Linked DNA regions of Hordeum vulgare: region 1 is linked to region 2. The links are chromatin contacts, called in public Hi-C maps. All regions are on one chromosome and are shown on one strand. Each heading gives the region's core, a stretch centred on a gene start, on an enhancer-like site or on the middle of the called end of the contact. The rest is flanking DNA. Distances are from core to core; before and after follow the strand shown.

Region 1 (5,731 bases), core at 2,655-5,154, 130 kb after region 2:
CTCTCATGATAGCTGCCACTGCACCCGAACCATCATGAAAGAAAGCAGCATCGGCGTTAACTTTATATGTTCATGTCAGTGGTTTAGTCCATCGTACCACTTCTTATTGCTCATCTAGAATCTGACCCGCATAGTTCGATGCAATTGCATGTATAGAGAAAGTTGAGCTTGTGGGCGTCTTTACCTTAATCCCTTTCTTCATTTCACGACGTTCCCACCATATATACCAAGCGGGTACACCATTGTCTCAGAAAGACCAAAATGGCCAAGAATCATAGATTTTTTTAGCTGGGCACTGCAACAATTCTTCTAGAACAGCTGAGCGAGAGCGATCTACCAACAAAACCTTCTGAATATGATCCATAACTCCCAAAGCCTTCCATACCTTACGAGTCGTGTCGCAAATGAACAATAAATGTGTGATGTCCTCTGCCCCATCCGTGCAAATTGGGCACTATGGTGAAACTTTAATATGTCGATGAGAAAGTACACCCATTCCTCGGATCACCCCTCGTAGCGCATGCCACGCGTATATTTTAGTTTTTCTTAGAACTCGTAACTTCCACGCGATTGCCCACACTAGATTTATAGTCGAAGAACCATCTATACTCGGCATACGAGGGCCAAATTGGTGTTCCCACTCGGTATAGTATGTTGAACAGACCGAAAAGGTAAAGGACATTGTTTTATGCCTTGCCAGAAAGTCCTCATTCAGGTGCTCGGATAGGGGAATTTTCAAAATTCTTTGTGCATCCACGAGTAGGAAAATGTTTCTGATTAGAAGTTCATCCCATGACCCCGAAAGTGGATCAATTAACTCACCAACTGTTCTCAGTAAGATGCCCCCTTTTGCATGTATACCGTTCTTGTGGGGCTGATAGGTATCTAGTGATCCTTCCAAATATTTATTGTTTATCCTGTCCCCACTCTCCAAAAATATCCCCTCCTGGAAGGTTGCAACCCAGCCATGATACTTTGCCAAGTAAAAGAAGATCCTTTCTTTGGGCCAGCTTTGAGTAAATTACCATCTGGAAAATACTTTGCTCGTAACACCTAAGCACAAAGTGTATTGGGGTGTGTTATCATCCTCCACCTCTGCTTGGCTAGATTAAAAGCATGTAGATCTCAAAAGCCCATGCTTCCTTTCTCCTTTGGAAGGCACATGCGCCACCACGCTAGCCAATGCATTTTGTTCTCTTCCCACGTATCACCCCACCAGAATCCTGCTATTGCATCCATAATTTCTTTACACAATTTCTTTGGGATATTAAAAACATCCATATCAAAAACAAGAATAGAATGGATCACTGCCTTCAGTAGGATCTCTTTGCCTCCCATGGACAAGATTTTCTCCTTCCAACCCTTCAACATTGTAATGATTCTTTTAACAAGGTGGGTGGAACTATCACTTCTATCTAGGCCCACCATAGAAGGAAGACCAAGATATGTATCTCAGACTGCTCCAGTCATGATATTTAATTATGCACACATGTCAGCCTTCACATCTACATTTACATTTGGACTCAAACAAATACTACTCTTTCCAACACTCACCAATTGTCCTGAGCTAGCACAGTATTCATCCAATACTTGACTTAACGAGGTTGCATTAGACATATTAACCTTCATAAGGATCGAGGAATCATCAACTAAAAGTAGATGTGATACTAATGGTGCATTTCTGCACACTCGGATATCTTCAATGCCACGAACCTCCTCTTAATGAGCCAAGGTACTATATAAGCCTTACGCACACAATAGAAACAAATATGGTGATAAGGGATCCCCTTGACGGAGCCCCCTAGTCAGAATAGATCCTTGAGTCTCTTGATCATTAAACCGAACCTTGTATTTTATAGAGGTCACACATGCCATTAGGAGTTGCACAATTTCTTCATGAAAACCCAACTTCAACATCATATTCTCCATAAACTTTCACTCTACATGAGCATACGCTTTATGCATGTCCAATTTAACCGCACAATATCCCACCTTCCCCTTCTTTTTGTTCTTAACTATGTGCAAACATTCATACTCCAAAACAATATTATTTGTAATGAGGCACCCAGGGACAAATGCACTTTGCACGGGCGAAATAAAATCATCAAGGCAAGATTTAATGCGGAGCACGATCATTTTGGAGATCACCTTATAGAGCACATTACATACGCTAATAGGCCTATACTGCAAAATTCTCTCTGGTTCATCTACCTTCGGAATCAGAACTATGACTATGTCACTCCACCCCTCGGGCTGATTTTATTATATATCGCATTAATAACTTCCGCAGATAAAACATCCCCTAAAATGTGCCAACATTTTATAAAGAAAATGGCGTGGAGACCGTCAGTACCTGGGGATTTAAGATCACCAATGGAAAACAAAGCCTTCTTCGCATCCTCGACAGTATACGGCTTCATAAACCCCTGATTCATCTCCATTGTCGCACGAGGTACCACCTTATTTAACAGCACCGGATCAGGCTCATCAATCTCTGAAGAAAACAGCTCGGTGAAGTAACCAGAGATATGCGGATCCAAGTAGGATGTTCCCTCTAGCATAGCTCCTTTCTCATTCAGCAATTGTTTTATGTGTTTCTCTTCTTTATTGCTGAAGAAAAATGTTAAAAATATTGGGTGTTCTTGTCCCCAAACTTTAACCTATCCAAACCGCAACTTTGACCCCAATGGATCTCTTCTAGCTGAAGTAGTTTCTTGATTTCCTTAGTTAACTCCCTCTGGCTAATAACATTCTCCCGTAACAATTCAGCTCTAGCCAACTGTTTCAACTCATTTTGGACTCTGCTCATATGTCTTGAACTCTTCTTGAGGACCGTCCTATCCCACTTGTGCAAATGTTCATGCACTTTTGCTAGCCGAGATGTGAGATCACTTACTCATCCACGATTCGACGCCAACCACGCCTCATGTACCACTTCACGGAACTTGGGCTCCCGAAGCCAACTAGCCTCAAATCTCAACATCGTTGGCCCGTTATTTTCATTGATCTCTTCCTCTATCAGACTCGTAAGCAAGGGTCTTCGGTCCGATTTGTAGTAATCCAAGTGCTCGAGAGTTGCACTCGGAAATCGCATGCTCCATGCTTTATTTGTTAGGGTTTGGTCCAACCTTTCTCTAATAAGGCCTCTATGCCATGTGAACTTATCTCCTTTATAACCATGGTCAACCAAATTACACTCTTCCAAAGTATCTCTGGAAGACTGCATGGAATGAGTCGGCATGTCATTCACGCCCTCATTATAACCAACCATGGAACACTACAAACCCCATTCAGATCTTTCATGCCCTTCCATGTAAGATGTTTATCCTTCCACTTCGGCTCGCCACTACATACCAATAAATCTCCAAAGGTTATCTTGCCCTTTTCCCACAAAGACATCGATGAAGTTGACAATTTTATCTCTGAGTGACAAAGCTATCTCCTTTTTCAATACAAAATTAGGCCACCAGAACGCCCGTCGCTATGAAAAACTAATTTATGATCCATCTTGAGTCTTCTGTGCATACACTCCGCAGGATAATCATCAAGATGTGTTTTCATCAAAAACATAATATCCGTGCTCCTTCGCTTTTGTACTGCCACAAGTGCTCGTATTGCCACAGCTTACTGCAAACCGCGGCAATTCCAACTTAAGATTTTCATGGTGACACGATTTAGCCTCCAATGAAGACGGCGTGCACCTAGTGATCGGTGACGAACCAAACTCTAGTTGACGTAGCCACCGAAGGACAGCAGATCCCAGCTTTTTTAATGGTGATTTGACGTTAGTGGTGATTTGACGGAAGAACTGTGAGTCAACGAAGCTGCCGGGGGACATCAAACCCTAGCTTTCTTTGCTAGGGGACTAAAACCTGCGGAGGGAGCACCTCGTCAGTACATGAAGCAAGGCTCACGAGAATGACAAAGGGCCAGCAGCGGCGACGCACCAGCCCTAAAGCGCGAGGAAGACTGCCTCCAAGAAAAACGGCATAATCCAAGAAATTAGAGACTTCAACACACACGGGTATCCCTTTCTGTATCTAAAAATATTTGTAGTTAGAGAAAACTAGCCTGGTTCTTTCCAACTATAAGTATATTTACATACAGAGAAAGTATCTTAACACATGACGTGACACTGAGAAGAATTCAACCCTTCCATAATAATGATCTCTATTTTTCTACAGACAACATACAAATTTAGGGTGGGTTATGACCAACCTATGGCCCACAAGTCAATTTGTCAGAAGAAAAAATGCCCAACAATTCAGAAAAATCTTACTTATGCGCCCATGCAGTCAAACACGGCAGACAATATTCAGAAATTACTAAAGAACCACGCTAGGTGTTTAGCGAGCTGCCTGATGCCATATAACAAATTAAAATGGTAGAACCTACTTATTTCAACAACATATCACTGACAGAAACATTTAGGATAGAAGAATGCACCTTTTACCAGACAGAAACATTCTTGATACTTTTTCCACTAGTCAATATGACAGCTTATACAGAGTACAGTAAGGCTACAAAGAGAGAATTCTCAGGCGAAGATATCAGCACATATGATTGCTACAGCAAGGGCGGTGATAAATTACAGTTCGGATGTCATCCGTTAAGGAAAAAAAAGGAGGGAAAACTTCTTTTCCGGGTGAGAAATAACACCAAACACTGACACCGACCATGCCCAGTGCAGGCAGATTCTAATCTTTTAACTCTATCTTTCGGTAAGATAACCGAGGAAGGTAGCCCAGTACCATAGTTGCATAATACACAGGGCAGATGCGACATACAGCCGCGAGCTCAGATGCTTGCCATCGCCTATGATTCCTTTCCATGGCACCCTTGGTGCAAAGGCCCCAATGCTTTGACACGAGGGGTCATGGCAAGCAATTGACGCTCTCCATAAGCAATGAGCCCATTGAGGGCAGCTGCATCATCATCATATTGAACTTGTATTTTCAGGTCAATCTTATTGAGAGGGTTTCCAGTCATACTGGATATTATTGAAGCTATTTGCGGCTCTAAGTCCACCCAGCAGCTGATTTCCTATGTCATGCTGTTGCTGGTGCTGCTGGTGCTGCTGGTGTTGCTGCTGCTGCTGCTGCTGGCCCAACTGTGATAGGTCATGTGCACTGTGATGCATCCCCATCCTGCCATTCATTGCCATTGCATTGCCATTCATTGTCATTGCATTGTTTGCCATTGCCATTCTCAGACTAGCTGCACTATTTGATCCAAATCCACCCATGGCCCCAAATCCCATTCCTCCCACTCCTGAGTGATTTGAGACCGCATTACCAACTAAGCAGTTAACCCCATTAATACCAGGAGCAAGTCCGTTTGGTCTCTTCATGTCATTTGCTCCATGGCCAACACCATTCATTTGTGATGACATCATCTCTTGCAAGATTCTCTGTACCGAGCTTTGGGAATCACTTGGCTCAGGTTCCTGAGCCCGAGTTGCAGGTGGCTGCATTGGAGTCAAGTTTGATGATGATACTGCTGGCGAACTGAGTTGGTTTGTGTTCTGAGGGGCAGGCATCATGTTGTTATTGGACGATGTGGGCACCTGGGAAGAGAAAGAGGGAGACGGATTTGACTGCAATGAATTTGTAGAGTTCACCTTGGGAATCACACCATCATCCCCATTGTTATACAGACCATTTACGTTGCTCATTGAATGATCTTGTCTAGAAGAATTCACTGAACCTTGGAGGAGCCCAACAACAGATGG
Region 2 (5,452 bases), core at 1,290-3,789:
AAAATATGCACATCTGGACACATTGTGAACAAAACCACATCGAGTTATTGATCAATGAAACTACGCACATCCGGCTAGTCATCAACAAAACTATGCACATCCAACAACATTGTCAACAAAACTATGCACACATCCGGCTAGTGATCAACTAAACTATGCACGTTCGACTACCAATCAATAAAACTATGCACACATCCGGCTATTAATCAGCAAGACTATGCACACATACCTCTAGTGCTCAACAATACTATGGATATCCATCCAATGAACTTACTTTGTCGGTGATTTGCGCACCACTAGACCACCGTTCGATGAGATGCACTAAGTGGTCGTTGTATTTCGAGATGGCTTCTTAGATGGTGTACCATCGATGGTTGGGGGACTTTGGTTCACGTTTGCGGATGAGCGCATCGGAGTTGGGTACGAAATGCTTGTGTTCATGGAACCATGTGTGAATGTTGGCCCAAAAAGTTGAGGCATTTTGCTCCGTGCCATGGATCGGACCGAGGCTAGTGAACTCTTCTTATTCGGATCACCGCTAAAATCATCCGGATCATTGTCCTCGCGGTCCTCCTCGTTCTCCTCCACCTCTTGTTGTTGTGTGCCCATGCGAGTGTGGGTGTAGGACTGTTGCATGCCAGTCTAGGTGTAGCCCTGTTACGTGGGGGTGTAGTTTCCAAATTGGGTGGGATTCGAGTCTTCCACCTGCCCGTCCTCATAATCACCTCGACCCTCGCCTCTGTCGTGGATGATGTCAAACATCTCCATGTTTGCGTCGCCGTACGCCTTCTCGCCTGCTTTAGGCATAGTAGCGAACAACGTGCACACACCATGTGCTCCTAACCCCAGTCCGTGCCGGACGAGCCACGACAACGAAGACTCCAAGAAGAGCAGTGGTGTCGTGTTTACGTCGATGATGCCAGGTACTTGCCCAATGGTGGTTGTTGTGGACTTCCTACCGAGCTACTGGGGGCCATGGCGGCATCTCGACGGAGGGCTTTACCATCAAGGCTCAACGACCCGGGCTGCGACCTCCACCACGTGTGTGACCAGCACACCCACCGCCACCGTTGCCATCAAAACACCCGCCGCCGACATTCCCCTTCTTAAGATTCCCCTCCTTTGTGCCCTTCGCTTTGACGCGGTGAATTTGTCGCGTCGTCGAGTTGATCTTCTAGACGAGGGTGATGTGGGGATCATTCTGCACCACCACCAGCACCTCCATCTCCGGAAGGTCCTTATTTGGTTCAATGTGTGTGTGGAGAGAGCGAGGAAGGAAGTGGGAGAAAAGTACGGGGATTGGGTGGAGAGCAGCGGGATGGAAGAAGACAGTGGGGGATTTCGGTGCGGAAACAATGAAGGTGCTACAAAAGCACATGCTCCGCCTTCTTTTTGGCTGGGCTAGTGTAAGAGATGTGTCTCTTTTGCGGACTCCTGTAAAGCCCTCTCCCCCGGGTTTGGTTTCAATTTGCGGGAGAAACGTGTTCCGGACTGCGGGACGAAACGATACAGGACCGTGTTGGATGACTTTCGAGATCTGGACCATGTGGTCCAAACACATGTAGGTGCTTTGGGAGTTGGTGGTGAAGATCTCATTAGGCAAACTTAGTCTCGGACCAAACAACCCCTATATCTTTTGAACGGAAAGTACAATCTGTATTTTGTTTGCATATTCGGTTCCTTGTGACAACGGATTTAAAATGAAACTAGTTTTGAATAAGTTTTAACAAGTTCTTAAATCTTCACGATGTTTCATCCATTAAAATATGTACTTCCTCTGTAAACTACTATAAGCATATTCGGTTCCTTGTGACAACGGATTTAAAATGAAACTACTTTTGAATAAGTTTTAACAAGTTCTTAAATCTTCACGATGTTTCATCCATTAGAACTTGTACTTTCTCTGTAATAAGAGTGTTTAGATCACTATTTTAATGATCTAAACGTTTCTATATTAGTGTACAGAACGAGTAGAAACGAATGGGTGCTAAAACTTAAACTGTGCTGAGAACTGTGGTGGGTCAAATCAGTTTGCGGACCGCCATGCAATGATGCGGTCAGGCGCAGCCGGGCAGATGCATGCATCTGTAAATTCGGCTTATGCTCTCATTGTATTTTTTTTTTCATAGAACCTATTCCTGTCGTTTTAAATAAGTATTTTAATTTTATATTAAATATCATACAAAGTTATATTAAACTTGAGACATTTATTTTAAAAAAGAGAGAGTACTACGTAATGAAGCTAGTCCTTGGAGTATCATATTTCCCTTGGATCCTGTCATGCAATGTGTCTTATCTGGGTTGTTTTGTGTTGCTAGATTCTTCTACAGTTTAATATATACAAGTTATGTTCTATCATTTTTTTATAGCCAAGGTGCACGCCCACTGGGAAAATGTCGATGTCCAACCGAAAAAGGCTATATACAGTTTTCTTATATACTGATATCTTTTGGAGATAAAGGAAAAGTTCTATTGCCTTTGGACCATAGAATCACAATCACACTGATTACACAAATATAAAGAAAGTCCCAATCATCATAAAAAGGAGGCTTAGCGTAGTTTATCCTCCATCTATTTGTTTATGAGTGTATTAGTTTTGGTGTACTTCATTAACAATAAATACCTTTTCTTGGTTAACACGTCTTTGAATCCTGCTATTAAGTACAAACTTACACACAATTCTGAAGTGTTTTGGCTCTCGGGTGCATTTGCACCCGCATGTAAACAATAAAATAGTGCAAAGTAGTAAACAAGATTTAAAAAATCCAATTTTTCTTGTGATGTGAGATGCTCATGTACGTAGAGTCCATGCAACATTTCGCGAAGTTTGGACATTTCAATATCTCTCAGCAAAAAGGATAAATTTGAGACATACGATAATACTTCGAAAACAGCACAGTTTGGAACTTATTTTTTTCTCTCAAGCTTCTTAAATGTCATTTAGCTGTGAAATTTTGCCCGCACCTGCCGCACCAAATCATTCTGCATAAAAAAACTCAGTTTTTTCTATTATTTACTGTTCACCGGATGCAGGAGCCCGGACACCGGATTGAATCTTAGCATAATTTGGTCTCTTTATGTGATGAGAAGCATCATCTTTCTTAGAGTTTATCTGAAGTACAACTTTAACAAAAGATAAAGTAGCCCTAACGCTCTTCCTAGATAATTCGAGGCACTCTCGATCAATCATGTATGTATGAATATGCTGTGGGCAGGAAGGAAAAGGAGAGAAAGTATTATATTATTATGTTTGTAATAAATAAAAAATTTAGCTTCCAACTGGTATTGTTGTGCCATCTGGTGCACGCAAGCCGTTCGGAAAGCTAGTGGTTACTAGCCAGTATTAAGAAATGTCACATCAGGTTAACTTATTGGTGGTAATGTGTGCAACTAATCACAACTACCCTATGATGGAAGCAAGGTTGATGTGGAATGTGATGGATGCTTCTGAACTACGGAATATGATGATTTGCAGCCTCATATATGTCACCTGCAAGATTCAGGCAGGTCTCCTATCGCCCAATCCAGCATCTTTTTTAGGTTAGTCACCAGGACCAGAAACTCTAATATAAATATGTAAATAATGATAACACTAGTGGAAACAACCCACTAAATTCCGTGTTTGCTATTTGTAGGCTACTTGAAAATGCAACTTCCCTTGATTCAAAAGTGCTCATAGGAATGTGGTGTGCGTGCGTATGTTCATAAGGATGAGTATATGTACGTGTATATAAGAGCTTGCATTTGTACTGTGTTAAAAAAAACTTTACATGGTTGATTCGGGAGAGAAGAAGATGGTGAGGCACAGCCCGAGGCAAAGACGGGGAGTTGCGGATGGTTGCGGTGTCTCCGGCCACACCAACCCGAGAGCGACCCAGAGCCAAGGATAACGCGGTCGGCCACAGTGTCGCGGGTGGAGGTCAAATTCACTGTTTTGACCTTTTTAGTAACGTTAAGCTGGATGTGACCCCGGTGGGATTATTTTTTTCGAATCTGACCCTTTTACCTACCGCCACACCCTGCGGAGGCAGGTTTACCCAGGCTACAGCCCGAGCACTCGACGGTAGCTCACTTAACCACGTCAACGTGTAACTGACGATCGTTGTTACGGCCCTACCGCCACATAGGCTGGCTGTAGGACGTGATAACCCACCACCGCAGTGTCTGGCGGTAGGGTCTGAAACATTATAAGGCTGAACCGCCGGTTCGCCCTCCCCATCTCCTCCCCACCCCACCCCGCGGCAGCCTCAAGAACCGAGAGGGGGAACCTCTCTTGTCTCCTCCACTCTCTCCCTCGGATCTCTTCCGTTTCTTCACCATTTTTGCGGATCGAGATGTCTCCGAAACGAGAAAAGTAAGCTCCTCTGATCGTTCCATTTAGTTTTAGTCAAATAGCTTCCGATTCGTCGCATTATTTGATTGAAGCCACTCCTATTTTCAAACTAGATTTAATGTTTTTGTACCACATGATTTTAGGTTGATTCTAGATGTTCTATGGGGTTGGATTTGAACTTGTATTTACTCGTTGGAGAGATTGTATGTATTTTCATGATGAACTACATGATGAATCCTAGTTGCATGATGAACCCTAGTTCATGTAAAAAAATCTTGATATGATGCATGTTGAAGGAATGAATTCATAGGTTTGTTTTGATGTGATTAACCTTTGTGATATGAATCAAGCCTTGGATATAGTGATGTTGGAGAAAATTGTATGTATTTACTTATTTTTTAGAAATTAAAGAAATGATTAAATAATGTTAAAACAATCTTATGGAAAATGAATAAATGAATCATGCTTATGAGAATCATGTTTTCAAATTGAATGAATAAAAATTATTAATAGTGTTTGTTTATTCATGCTTATGCTATTTTAATTATGCTTATTCTTATCTATGCTTAGGTTTATGCAAAAAAAAATAGGAGGGCACCTCTTGCGGACAACATCGGAACTAAGTATACCATGCTTGACTCTACGTTCGACAAGGGTCATCGTGTCCGTTTCATTGAGAATGGAGTGGTAATTACCATTGTTGAACAAAGTTGTTCAAATTGATGAAAATATGTTACTAATTATTTGGGTCTTCATTTTGGCATATGCTTCCGCCAATGCAGATGAGGGGTCACAGGACGACCGTTAAGATGGTGTACAACGAGCACTACGCGCAGTTCTACAAGAGAGCCCCACTGTTGGATTTCGTCATGTAGTTCAAGCGTAAGCCGCCGACGCTTGTCCTCTCGGCTCTCACAGCTTTGATCGACCGATGGTGGCAAGAGACGCACAGTTTCCATCTTCTATGTGGGGAGATGACGGTGACCCTCGAGGATTGGGGGATGATTATAGCCCTACCGATCGATGGTCGTGCTCTCATAGGCCGAGTAGACAGGAGGAACTGGGAGGATAGGGTTATCGCCCTTATCGGCGACCGCTCTCCCACTAAGGCTAACCGTA

Evidence for each region. Hi-C and Micro-C count contacts between places; a contact is called where the count stands out from the background.
Region 1: a contact with region 2 is called in a Hi-C map of leaf, with 6 times the contacts expected there. The contact joins two enhancer-like sites. A contact is called at or near these places in 2 of 6 Hi-C or Micro-C datasets (leaf and seedling).

The regions. Positions count from the first base shown.
Region 1 is chr4H:65,594,912-65,600,642 of MorexV3_pseudomolecules_assembly, forward strand. LOC123447893 (transcriptional corepressor SEUSS-like) reads right to left here. Exons shown (of 10, transcript XM_045124609.1): 10 at 4,448-5,731. The coding sequence ends at 4,967. Among protein-coding and RNA genes, the nearest start is that of LOC123447893, 12 kb to the right of the region's middle. Within about 2 kb of position 3,905, at least 1 of the 3 cell types and tissues checked has open chromatin away from gene starts, as enhancers often do. A contact at or near this core is called in leaf, where this site is marked.
Region 2 is chr4H:65,469,087-65,474,538 of MorexV3_pseudomolecules_assembly, forward strand. No RefSeq gene overlaps it. Among protein-coding and RNA genes, the nearest start is that of LOC123447893, 140 kb to the right of the region's middle. Within about 2 kb of position 2,540, at least 1 of the 3 cell types and tissues checked has open chromatin away from gene starts, as enhancers often do. A contact at or near this core is called in leaf, where this site is marked.